Regions from separate parts of the Capra hircus genome. Here region 1 is linked to region 2. Evidence: chromatin contacts called from public Hi-C data. All regions are on one chromosome and are shown on one strand. The core of a region is the stretch at or near the end of the contact, and the rest is flanking DNA. Distances in the headings are between cores, read along the strand shown. Region 1 holds the start of ZFP36L2 (zinc finger protein 36, C3H1 type-like 2). Region 2 has its middle 150 kb from the start of TRNAI-UAU.

What was found. A called contact is a pair of places that touch in the nucleus more often than the background predicts.
Region 1: a Hi-C map of blood shows a contact between it and region 2, with 5 times the contacts expected there. The contact joins the promoter of ZFP36L2 here to the enhancer-like site in region 2. A contact is called at or near these places in 2 of 5 Hi-C or Micro-C datasets (both in blood).

Annotation. Positions count from the first base shown.
Region 1 is chr11:25,388,138-25,393,559 of ARS1.2, forward strand. ZFP36L2 (zinc finger protein 36, C3H1 type-like 2) reads right to left here and starts at 2,510. Exons shown (of 2, transcript XM_013967582.2): 1 at 2,121-2,510; 2 at 1-1,635. The coding sequence starts at 2,171. The coding sequence ends at 214.
Region 2 is chr11:25,168,705-25,174,150 of ARS1.2, forward strand. No RefSeq gene overlaps it. Among named protein-coding and RNA genes, the nearest start is that of TRNAI-UAU, 150 kb to the left of the region's middle. Within about 2 kb of position 2,682, at least 3 of the 5 cell types and tissues checked have an H3K27ac peak or open chromatin away from gene starts, as enhancers often do.

The DNA.
Region 1 (5,422 bases), core at 1,260-3,759, 220 kb after region 2:
AAAAAAACAAAAACAAAGAGGGAACCGAAAGGGGAGGGGTGGGGGCCCCTCCCGGCACTCAAGTTCGAGTCCAAGTGCTCGGCACAGCCTGCAGTCTGCTTGTGGCCGATGTCACTCCCCACACTCCCGTGCCCCTCTGCCCCTAAGCAGGGGCGCCCTCCAACACCCCCAGAACGGCCTTCCCTTCCTTCTCCTCACTGGCGCCCTCTTGCCTCAGTCGTCGGAGACGGAGAGGCGGCTGAAGATGGGTAGGCGGCGACCCGGGTCAAGGCCGGGGGACTCAGAGCCGCTGAGGCTGCCCGAGCTCAGGGAGCCGCTCAAGTAGCTGTCGCGGTCCGACAGCGAGTCTGGGGGGCTAGGGGGCGCGTCGAACACCGGCGACTCGGACAGGCGGCGCGGCAACTGGAAGCTGAAGGGCGGCGAGGGCGGCGCGGCGGCGCTGGCAGGGAGGGGCGCGCTGGGCGGCGCCGGGGGCTGCGCGGGGGGCACCAGGCCCTGTTGCTGCTGCTGTTGTTGGCTGCGATAGTAGGCGGCAGCAGCCACAGCGGCAAAGTTGTGGGTCTGGATGGCGAGCGGTGTGATGAGGCTGCTCAGCTCCGGGCCGAAGGCGAAGGCGTTGTTAGCGCACGAGGCCGACGAGCAGGTGGCGCAGGGCGCGCCGGGTGCAAGCAAGTCCTCGGCGCCCCCGGTGCCGTACAGCAGCGCGGCCGCCGCCGCGGCCGCAGCAGAGGCGCAGCACGTCGGGGCGCCGGAGGGCGTGGAGGCTGCCGAGGCCGACGAGCAGGACGAAGCGGACGACGAGCAAGACGAGGCCGAGGAGCAGGAGGGTGGCGGCGGTGTGCGCGACGTGGGGCTGTCGAGAAGCAGGGGCGACTCGAGGCCCCCAGGGGGCTGGTGGTGGCCCGACGGGAAGCCCGAGAAGCTGAGGCTATGGTGCAGCTTGGGCCGCGGTTCCCGCGGGAAGCCTAGGTGCAGCGCATCGCGGGCGCTGAAGGTGCGCAAGTCCCCGGAGGCGCCCCCGGACGGCGCGGGTCGCCGCTCATCAGCGTTATGGATGAAGTGGCAGCGCGGCCCGTAGGGGCAGAAGCCGATGGTGTGGAAGGTGCGGCACAGCTCGGTTTTGTACTTGGGGTGCCGCGTCAGGCTGCGCAGCTCGTGGAAGCCGTGCGCGAACTGGCACTTCTCGCCGTACTTGCAGGTGCCACTCTCCTCGAAGGGCCGGCACAGCTCAGTTTTGTAGCGGGTCGAATTGATCTGGGAGCCGCCGCCCCCCTTCTGCTGTTGCTGCAGGTGCAGGAGGTGCTGGCTGCGCTCCCCGTTCTCGCTGAACGAGCGGTCCCGGAATTTGTTCTCCTTGTTCAGCAGGGCGGTGCCGCCGCCCCCCGACGGCTCCTTGAGGGTGCCGTAGGAGGCCGAGCCGCCGGCCGCCGCGCTACCGTTAGCCGCGCCCGGGAACTTGGGCGAGCAGCTGCCGGGGCTAGGCGCGGGGTGGGCGAGCGCGTGCAGGTTGCTGGCCGAGTGCCGTCGGAGGAAGCCCGGCGTGAAGCCCGAGCTGGGGGCGGTGGCCACGGGTGTCCCCACCGCCTTCTTGTCCAGCATGTTGTTCAGATTGAGGTTGGCCAGGGATTTCTCCGTCTGCCAAGAGGAGGGGAGCGGGGAAGAGATGAAAAGGGAGGAGGGAAGAGTTGGGGCGAGTTGCGGAGTAGCCACTACCAGCCCTCCGATTCTTTTTCCTTTTTTCGGATCTCGATTCGGCCCAACTTCCACACTTAAACGCGCACAAGAATCAAGTTCGTACTGGGAGGAGCCGGACTCTCCCACCCTAGGCCGCGCTGCGTCGCGACATGTGATCCTCAGCCGTGGGCCGCAGGCCTGGGCGGCGCAAACCCCGTCCGGGAAGCCCCGGGCAGCGTGGCTGCGGTGAAACTTAACAGCTACAGCGACTCCCTTCTGCCTTTCCTCCCAGCTGCTCCTTCTCCCCGCCCACAAGGCTCGAGCAACAGTGCAAACTCTGGGATTTTTCCCGAATCTAAAAAAGTCAGAGCGGGAAGAGAACCCCCAAAGCCGAGGACAGAAGGCCAAGCCTGAGAACTTGAAGGGCTCCCTGCTCACCCGCGTACCTTGCACAAGAAGTCGATATCGTAGAAGGCGGACAGAAGTGTGGTCGACATGTTTCTGGATCCTCTAATGGTCGGAGCTGGAGACTGGGAGATCCGGAGGAGCCCTCGGGGCGGCGCGGCCGGGCCCGAGCCACGACGAGTAACGGGCGAGGGGCGAGGGAGAGACCGAAAGTTTGCTGGGGGGCGAGAAAAGAGGGAGCGGGGGCAGCAGCGTGGACTGGTTTGAGGGTGCCCGGGAGTGCGGAGTTGGGGGGAAAGAAGAATTAAGCTAGAGCGCTCCTCCGCGCCCCGGGGTGCCCGGCCCGCCCCCCCCGCGCGGAGCCGACGGCAGCTCGCGGACTGGTGGAACTCAGCGGCCCGCGAGCGCGCGCCCTATATAGAGCCCCCGGAGCGCGGCCGCTCCGGGGCGGGCGTGCGAGGGGAGGGGACAGAACGCTGACCCCGTAGGGGTCTCCAGGCAACGCCTCCCGCCCGCTGGCGGACGTCAAGAGCCTTCCTGGCCTCCCATTGGCCGCCGCCAATTTTTTTCCTCTGGGGGAGGGGACGAAGAGGCCTCGGGGCGGGGCTGGCCGCCTTGGGCTCCCGGGGCGGCGTGGAGATCTCGGCGGAGATGGGTGCTGCTGGTTGGTGGCGGGAGGATACGGCTCCCTTCTTCTGGGGCTGTTCTGTCGGAAATCCCCAGCAGGTCTAACGTGGTTGGGTTTCTGCAGCCCTGAACGTGTCTTTCCCCGCCCGATCCTGCTAGACGAAATTGCGGAGCTTTTATCTCCTACTCTGTTTAATATTGGGCGCGGGAATTGCAAAGTGCAAGAATATTGCAACCGTCCGCGCGGCCCGGCTGCTTTGGAAAGGGTCCTCTGGCCGGGGGGGCGGGGACTCTGGGCCCGAGTTTAATGGGTGGTGGCTGCGTCCCGACTGCACGTGGAGATGCGGTGGGGGTGGGGGCGGGAGCGGCCACGCGGGCGGCCGCCTGGGCAGTCTCTCCCGGAGGAGCCTGGGCCCGTTTCTCCGCCCCTCTTCCCGCCCAGACTGCAGTAAACAGGGCTTGAATGCCGAGGCCTGCCGGGCAGGGCTGAGTGTCTGAGGACAAGGCGCTGGCTTTGCTAATCACATCACAAGACCTTGAGCCAGGGCCAAAGTCGCAGAGTGGCGCGGGGCGTCCCGGGCGGGAGAGCCGCCTGGGAGGACGGGAGGAAAGGCCGGGAGAACCGCGCAGGCATGGAGGCCACTTCCCGCCGCCTTGTCCGTCTGCTGGTCTGTCCGGCTTTCCACAGTCCTCCTGGGGGTCGAGGTACAGCTGCCCGCTGAGGCTCCCGTCCGCCGCAGCCTTGGCCTGGCGCGCCCCTCCTAGACCCTCCCTGGCCGTTCAGGGCGCCGCGCCCTTCCTTAGCTCGTCCTGGGTTGCGGGCTCCCGCTGAGGACTACCCGCAGCCAGGCAAGGCTGGGCACCGAGGATACACCTAGTGGGCTCTCCTTACCTTCTCTTGCCACTCCCACACCCCAGAAGCCTGCATTGGTATAAGATTTTGCCAGCCAGTGCCCTCTGGGTGTGAGGCAGACACCACCCCGCCCCAGCACCCAGTGAGGCTTAAGCCTCTGTTAGATCTGGGGTCCTGTCCAGGACACTTCTCCGCGTCTATGCAGACGCTGCCTCTGAAAGGCTGGAGTCCGGCCCATGATTTCGCACACCTGGCAGCCTAGGCTGTTACTGGGCCTAAGTTGGAAGGTCCAGTACCTGCCAGGGAAAGAAGCTCCTGCGACCCACACCCCCTTGCCCAGTTGATCTTATTTCTGGCTGTGTATCCTTGTGCTTATTTACATTCCGCTGCACTCACTCCCTCTCTCAGTACCCTGGGAAGGAATGAACTAGGCCTGTCTCTCAGGAAACCAACTCCTTCAAGTTCAGCTTGCATGCAGAGCCAACTGCTGGACTCTCTACCCATCCAGGGTGCTTGAGCCAGGGCAGGGCTGTAAGGACTTCAGGATCAGAAACAGGGCTGGAGTTCAGCCTCCTTCCCTTAAAAACCGCATGGTTTTAGACAAATCACATAATCACTTGGGCAACTGGGTTTCCTTGTAAAACTAACATAATTTCTGCTTTACTAATCTATCACCTTTTGTCAAGGTGCCAATGCAAATGAGTTATCTGTTATGGTGTTTAAAAGATAAACAAGTATATTCCATCTTACTTATTAAATTGACAAAGCAAAAAAATGGAGCAAGTCAGACCTCTGGAGCATGGCTGGATGGGTGAAGGTCCACAGAATAGTGAATGTAGAGCTGAGAGGGCACCAAATTTTGGACCCTCCAGCTTGGAGCCAAGGGCAGTGACCTCAGAAGGAGTGACTGCTTTAGTCTCACCACCCAGCCTATACTGATCATTAGACAGGCTGGGCATTCATGGCAGACACGTGTAGCCTAGAATGCCCAAGAACCCTGACTCTGTTTTGTTCCTTGTTGAAATGAACCCAAACGCAAGAGTTTGAGGATGGCTCTGACAGTGGGATATTTTGAATTGCCCCTGGGAATGCATCAGGGAAGTGTGAAACAGCCATTTCCCAGGCCACCACCCCTGCTACTGAAAGTCAGTGACAAGATTTCATATACAAAAACCAGTGGAAACGTGTCTCTCCTGTACTCCCAAGCTGGCGACAACCAGCCAAGCTCAAAATCTGGGGTAATTCCCAGTCAACACCTATGAGAACACCCACTTTGGGAGCTGAGTAGAAGACTTTGGAGCTTGCATGCAAACATGCCATGGTACATGCTTTGGTACAGAGTACCTGCTGGTAGAAATATTTTTATTATTATATAACTGCTTTTATTTCATTTTAAATGGAGAAAAAGGGAATGCTGGACTCTTCCAGTGAGCTGAGCTTTATTAGAGCCAGTTTCATAATCATTCTACCATGGTTATCATTATGTTGTACCAACAATTACCTGACTTCTCACCAGCCATGTCTTCTCAGGACAAAAAGAAATGTTAAGCTGGCAACTTTCCATCAAGTGTGGGATACACAGATGCCTAACCAAGTAATTCAGGATCACAACAAACACATTTTGAGCTGAATAGTGCAAAACCACCAGGGAATTTTCTGTTCTTTTTAGGACAAAACTTTGGACACTAAATTAACTTCTTTCCATGCCTCTTCCTACAGCTCTTTACTAGTAGGCTCTATTTATTTAGTGTTAGGTGGTTTTCTTTCAAAGAGAAACAAATTATACTTGAAATATAAATCTTTCTGCAGTAATAAATGATCATATCAAATCCTCTCCCCTCTGCCTGCCTGATCAAACCCTCA
Region 2 (5,446 bases), core at 1,432-3,931:
TATACAAAAGAGACCGAGCTAAACGTATGGAAATGGAGATATGTCTAAGGAGCAATTTAAAGGTTTTTTTGCTTCTTCTTTCCTTTTTTCCCTTGCTTGTCAATAGTAGGAATGATCAGATCAAGATGAAAGGAGTACGAGAAAAATGAAGAAGGATTCGGGTTTGATCCACCTGGGTTGGTACGTGTGACTCAGCTCTGCAATAATCATGTCTGTACACGTTTGCTGGGGCAGCTGTATACTTTCAATTCTAGTCATCAGCCCTTTCCTTGAAGCTCACTGTGTGTTTTCTTCTGGCCAGCCAGGAGTTGAGAATCATAAAATTGTCAAATCTGTATTATCTATCACTTTATAATAAATTAGTCCAAAATTTAGCTGAAATTCATGCTTCCTGGGGATTAGAAATTTGGAAGCAGTTTAGCAGGGGGTTTCTGGCTCAGGATCTCTCATGAAGTTACAGTCAGGATGTTGGCCTAGGCTGTGGTATCTGAAGGCTTGACTGGGGCTGGAGGATGTGATTCTAAGATCCACCTGACAAGCTGGTGCTGGCTGTTAGCAGAGGCTCTCAGTTCTTCACCTCATGGATCCCCTTCTAGGGCTGCTTGGATGTCCTCATGACATGATGGTGGTTTCCTCCAGAGTAAGTCATCTGAAAGAACAATGTCTTTTTATGACAAACTTGCCTTAAGTCTCGCTTTCCCATGTGGCCCTTGCTCTCAAAAATGGTATGGCATTGCAGAATAGATGAAATTTCCCTTTTGCAAAACATGTCTGAGGTCCAAGTGAAGTGATGTGGGCTTTCTGAGGATCAAGGGACCTGCCCAGTGAGGCAGCAGGAGGATTCATGGGAATGGACAGAAAAACCCTGCCTCCTTGCCCTGATCCCAGTAACTCTTCCTTGGGGAAGGAGACCTGGTACCTGTGGACTGGTCAGAAGGAGGAAACTGCAGAGGCCTGGCTGAGTAAGGGGGCTGATTCTTGCTTACCGGAGAACCAAGAGTGTGTGGAGAAGGGCACTCTGAGACTAGACAGAGGCTTCCAGGGGGTTTCTGGAGGTGAGGTAGGGTAGGGACCCTGAAGGGCTCAGAAGTGACACAAGGAAGGGGGTTGTCAAGCGAGGGACAGGGCTCAGCGGGTAGGGGAGGGCAGAGAACCCAGAGAAGCATGGTCCTCTGGTTTTTCTGGCTGTCGCCCCGGGCCCAGATGCCCTCATTCATTCATCTGTCCCTTCATTCCTGCATATCTACTTGCCACAAAGACCAGGTCCCTGTCCTAGGTGAGGTTGAGGGTTGTTTGTATAATATATGAGGAGCTCACCTTCTTAGGGAGGGTTGGGGAACTGTCAGGAAAGGCTTCTCACAGGAGGTGAGGTCTGAGCTGCTTCATGGAGGGGAGGAGTAAGCCAAGCAAAGGGAAGGTGTTCTAGGCTAGGGGAGCGCTCGCAGGCCCAGGTGCGGCAGACCACAGGCGCCCCTGGCATGGCCACGGCAGGGCGAAAGGAAGGGTGTTGAGAGATGAAGCTGGAGGGGCCAGAGGGCGTGTGGCCCTGCCTGCCTGATGGGGCGGTTTGCATTTCTTCCAGAAGACAACAGGGAGATTATGAAGGAATTTAAGCAGAGGCATGAAGGGATCCTGGCGTGCTGCAGTCCATGGGGTTGCAGAGAATAGGACGCGACTGAGCGACTGAACAATGTGAAGGGATCACTTGGAAGTTTGGAAGGACTGTCCTGGCAGGAAGGACGAGGATCTAGAGAGGGAGAGTCCATGAAGATACGGCGCTAATCCAGGCTATGGGTGCGGGAGAAGAAGCAGGGGAGGGAAGGAGAGAAGGAGCCCAAGAGGCCTTTAGAAGGCTGAAGAGCCCTGCCTACAGACTGGGCGACAGCCGGGACCACAGACTGAGCTATCTCAGCTCGTCTTGGCGAAGTAGGGCACGAAGGCCAGCGAAGATCTCCAGTGTTGGGCCCAGCCCCGACACTGACCCAGCCAACCCCCGCCCCCAGCTCGCTGGCCTCCTCCCAGGCGGCGGTGGGGGGTGGGGGGCGGGTCATGCTCAGTTTGATCCAACCCAGACTTTAGCTGAAAGGTGGTGAGGAACTGTGAGTTGTGAAAAGCTGGGGTGGGGAGGCCACTTGGGAGCTGTAACCATAGGACAGTCAGAGGAAAGGAGACACTGTCCTGGGGTCAGAGAGTGAGGAGAGGTCCAGCCAAAGGGGAGAGGTGTGGCAGGGCTCCAGCCCTATCTGTGGGGACCTGGAAAGCGAGGTGAAAGAATCTGGCCACCTGAGAGGTGTCTGGGGGTCATGAGAGATGACCCCACACTGAAGACTATTTCCCGGAGCCCAGAACAGAGGCTGCGATCCCTGAGATTCATGAGACGGGAGTCGCATGCTTAGTTGCCTAGTCGTGTCCGACTCTTTGCGACCCTATGGACTGTAGCCTGCCAGGCTCCTTTGTCCATGGAATTCTCCAGGCAAGAACCCTCGAGTGGGTTGCCATTTCTTCCTCCAGGAAATCTTCCCCACCCAGGGATCAAACTCGCATCTCCTGTGGCCTCTGCACTGGCAGATGGATTCCTTACCTCTGAGCCACCTGGGAAGCCTGAGAGAGGAGTTACCCTCACCCCAAATTCTCAAAACTCCTTAATGGAGCAAGCTGTGCTGCTCACTCCTCACAGCAGATGGCGCCATCGTGCTGGAATTGGTGACTGAGGGGCCCAAGGAGTGGCCGCAATTCCTGCTTGAGAGTGGGAGGGGCCAGGAGCCGCTCTGGGGGCTGCTGGAGAGGGGTTGAGGGGGCGCACCCCAGTCCTGTCTCCCTCCCAGAGGGCCTGCTGCTCTCCTTGTGTCTACCCGCTCCACTCACTCCTCCCCACTCTCTGGGTTTCATCCCCAGCCTCTCTCTGCCCCTCCTCTCTGTCCCTCTCCCCTCCATTTCTGCCTTCAACTAGGGTCACTGTCTGTGAGCTGGTTCACTTGGGGGCATCATCACAGGACACGGAAACTCTAGGTCCAGCCAGGGGAGAGACATCTGCCAATGGGAATGTCACCATGGGGGTCTTTCCTGAGTGGCTCCGCCTAGGGCTGGTCACATCTTCTGTCCTCAGGAGGTGCTCACTACCCTCAACTAAGGAAGAGGTTACCAGGAGGCTCCCAGGAGCGTTCAACATCGGCAGGAGAGGCAGGGTAGAGAAAGCATTTGCTCTGAATGAATGAAGGACAAAATACATTGCGCCAGCTTTCAGTATGGTGACCCTCCCGCTGCTGACCCGCCCTGTACCTCCTACTCTCTAGGTCTTTAGCCAAGAAGGGAAACCTGAAGAACCCCTCCTTCTCTCCCCACTTCTTCCTTCCCTGGGGTGGGGCAGCTCATTTGTGGCAGAGTGGATATCAGTTGGTGCTGGAGATGCATGGAGTTGGGTTGGGGGGGTGCGGGGGGGTGCCTAGAGGGCAATGGGACCCAGGAGCAAGGATGACCGTGGCAGAAAGACCAAAGGGAGTCAGCTGGAGGGGTTCTGGGCTGGCAAGGCTGACTCTGGGGCCTGCTGTGCATCTGGAATCTTCTGGCAGATGTGAAAGTTGTCTCCGGAGTGGTTGTTCTGCAAGAAAGTAACTTGTTGCTTGATTTGTGGCTGAGGGAGGCATTGCTGATAAAGCTGCTAATGTGCTCGTTGCCTGTGGTGGGGAAAGGGAAGTCTTGGCTCCTAGCCCCTAAGGACCTTATGGTGCAGCTGGCGAGGGGCCCCAGGCCCAGTGAGATGAGAGCTTCAGTGTGAGGGAGCCAGGGCGATGGTGTTAGGGTGAGAAAGGAGGACTTCTTGGGGGAGGAAGAGATTCAGAGGGAGAAAGAAAAAGGGTTTCCCAGATTATGGAAGAGTGCAAGCAAAGGCATTGGGAAGGAGCAGAAGTTTGGGGGAATGGGGAGAGATGGGGGACACTTCTGACACATAGAAGACACTCGGCACATTTCCAAATGAAGGAAGATGGGGGGATGAAGGGGGAGAGGAGGGGGCAGAGAGCTGTTCTCAGGGGCAGGTCACCACCCTGTGGCACACGCTGCAGGAAGCAGCCTACCTGGGGAGCCCCGAGGCAGGCCCTTGCTTCCCCAGCCCCCACCCTAGGCTTGCTCACAAATATGAAGAGGCTTAAAAACAGGCTTGTGGCCAAACCCCACCCCCTCCTCCTCTTCTTCCAGGGCCTATCTCCACCCAATCCCTTGCAGAGGGGCAGCCACTCCAGCACCCTGCTGGAGGCAGGAGTGTTGCCACTGTGGGGTGACTAGCCAGCCAGCAACCCCCCACCAAGATGGCAGCTCAGGGAGACAGCAGGGCCTTTGTCTGGTCCTGACCCTGCCGAGGGGCCCACCGGCCTGAGTTTGCTCAATGTTAATAATTGACCAGGTGCCCAGGGACAGGGCCCCTCCGGCCACCTGGATGAAGGGCACTTGGGGCTGGGGCCTTGGCCTCCCACAGCATCAGGTGAGACTCACCTGGGGCCAGGGAGGAGAGAATCCTGGCCTTGGGTGAGGATCAAAGAAGCCTGATGCCTCCCGCACTGCTTCCGGAGCCCAGAATGAAGTGAGGGGCAGAAAGGGCCCAGCCCAGGCTGGAAGGACCAAGAGAGGCAGGAGGAGCACCTTTCAGAAAGGGGATGGAGGCTGGAGAGAAGACCCCGGGATGTAGGTGTGAGGTTCCCTGAGGAGGACAGAGCCACACTTTTAGAGCCGGCAGCCCCCTCCCAAACATCGTGTGCCCACAGGCCCCTTCCTCAGGCCCTCTGAGGAAAAGTGCCAGCCAGAGAGAGTGTTTGCGTTGACTCCTTCTGGGCGAGAGGGAAGAGGGTTACAGACCCACAGCCCTGGTCAGACCATGCGTGGTCTCTGGTCCTGGGTGAGTCCGACACTGTCCACCCCACAGCCACGTCAGGGGGCCTCCGCTGAGAGCAAGGAAGAGGGTCCGTGGTGATGGTTGCTTCAAGCTACAGGAGGGAGGGGACAGGAGAGGAAAGAGAGAACAAGGTGGGGAAGTGATGGTGTTCACAGCAGCACCAGCTCCAAGGGCTTCTTAGAAGGGACCTCGGTCAGTCACCCTAAGGAACCCTGTGAGCTGGGTGCTGTGACTCCCGCCATGGGACAGCTGAGGGAACCGGGCCTCAAGGCGATCCCCTGTCCACGTTGCAGAGTTGGGAAACAGCAGATCCAACCCATGACCTGGATCGCTCTCTTATCTGCTGGGGTCAGGATGGGGGAGGGGGACAGGCAGGGGAACAGGCCTCCTGAGCAGCAGAGTGGAGAATAATTGGGGGGGGGTGTGCAAAGGCAGGGATGACTCTGAGGTGGAAGGGGGTGGGATCCAGCTTCTTTAGCTGCTGCAGCCCTAATACCCAATATTCTCCTTAGGGAAGGAGACCAGGTGCGCTGGCCCCTGCGTGTCAGGCAAGTGTGTTTC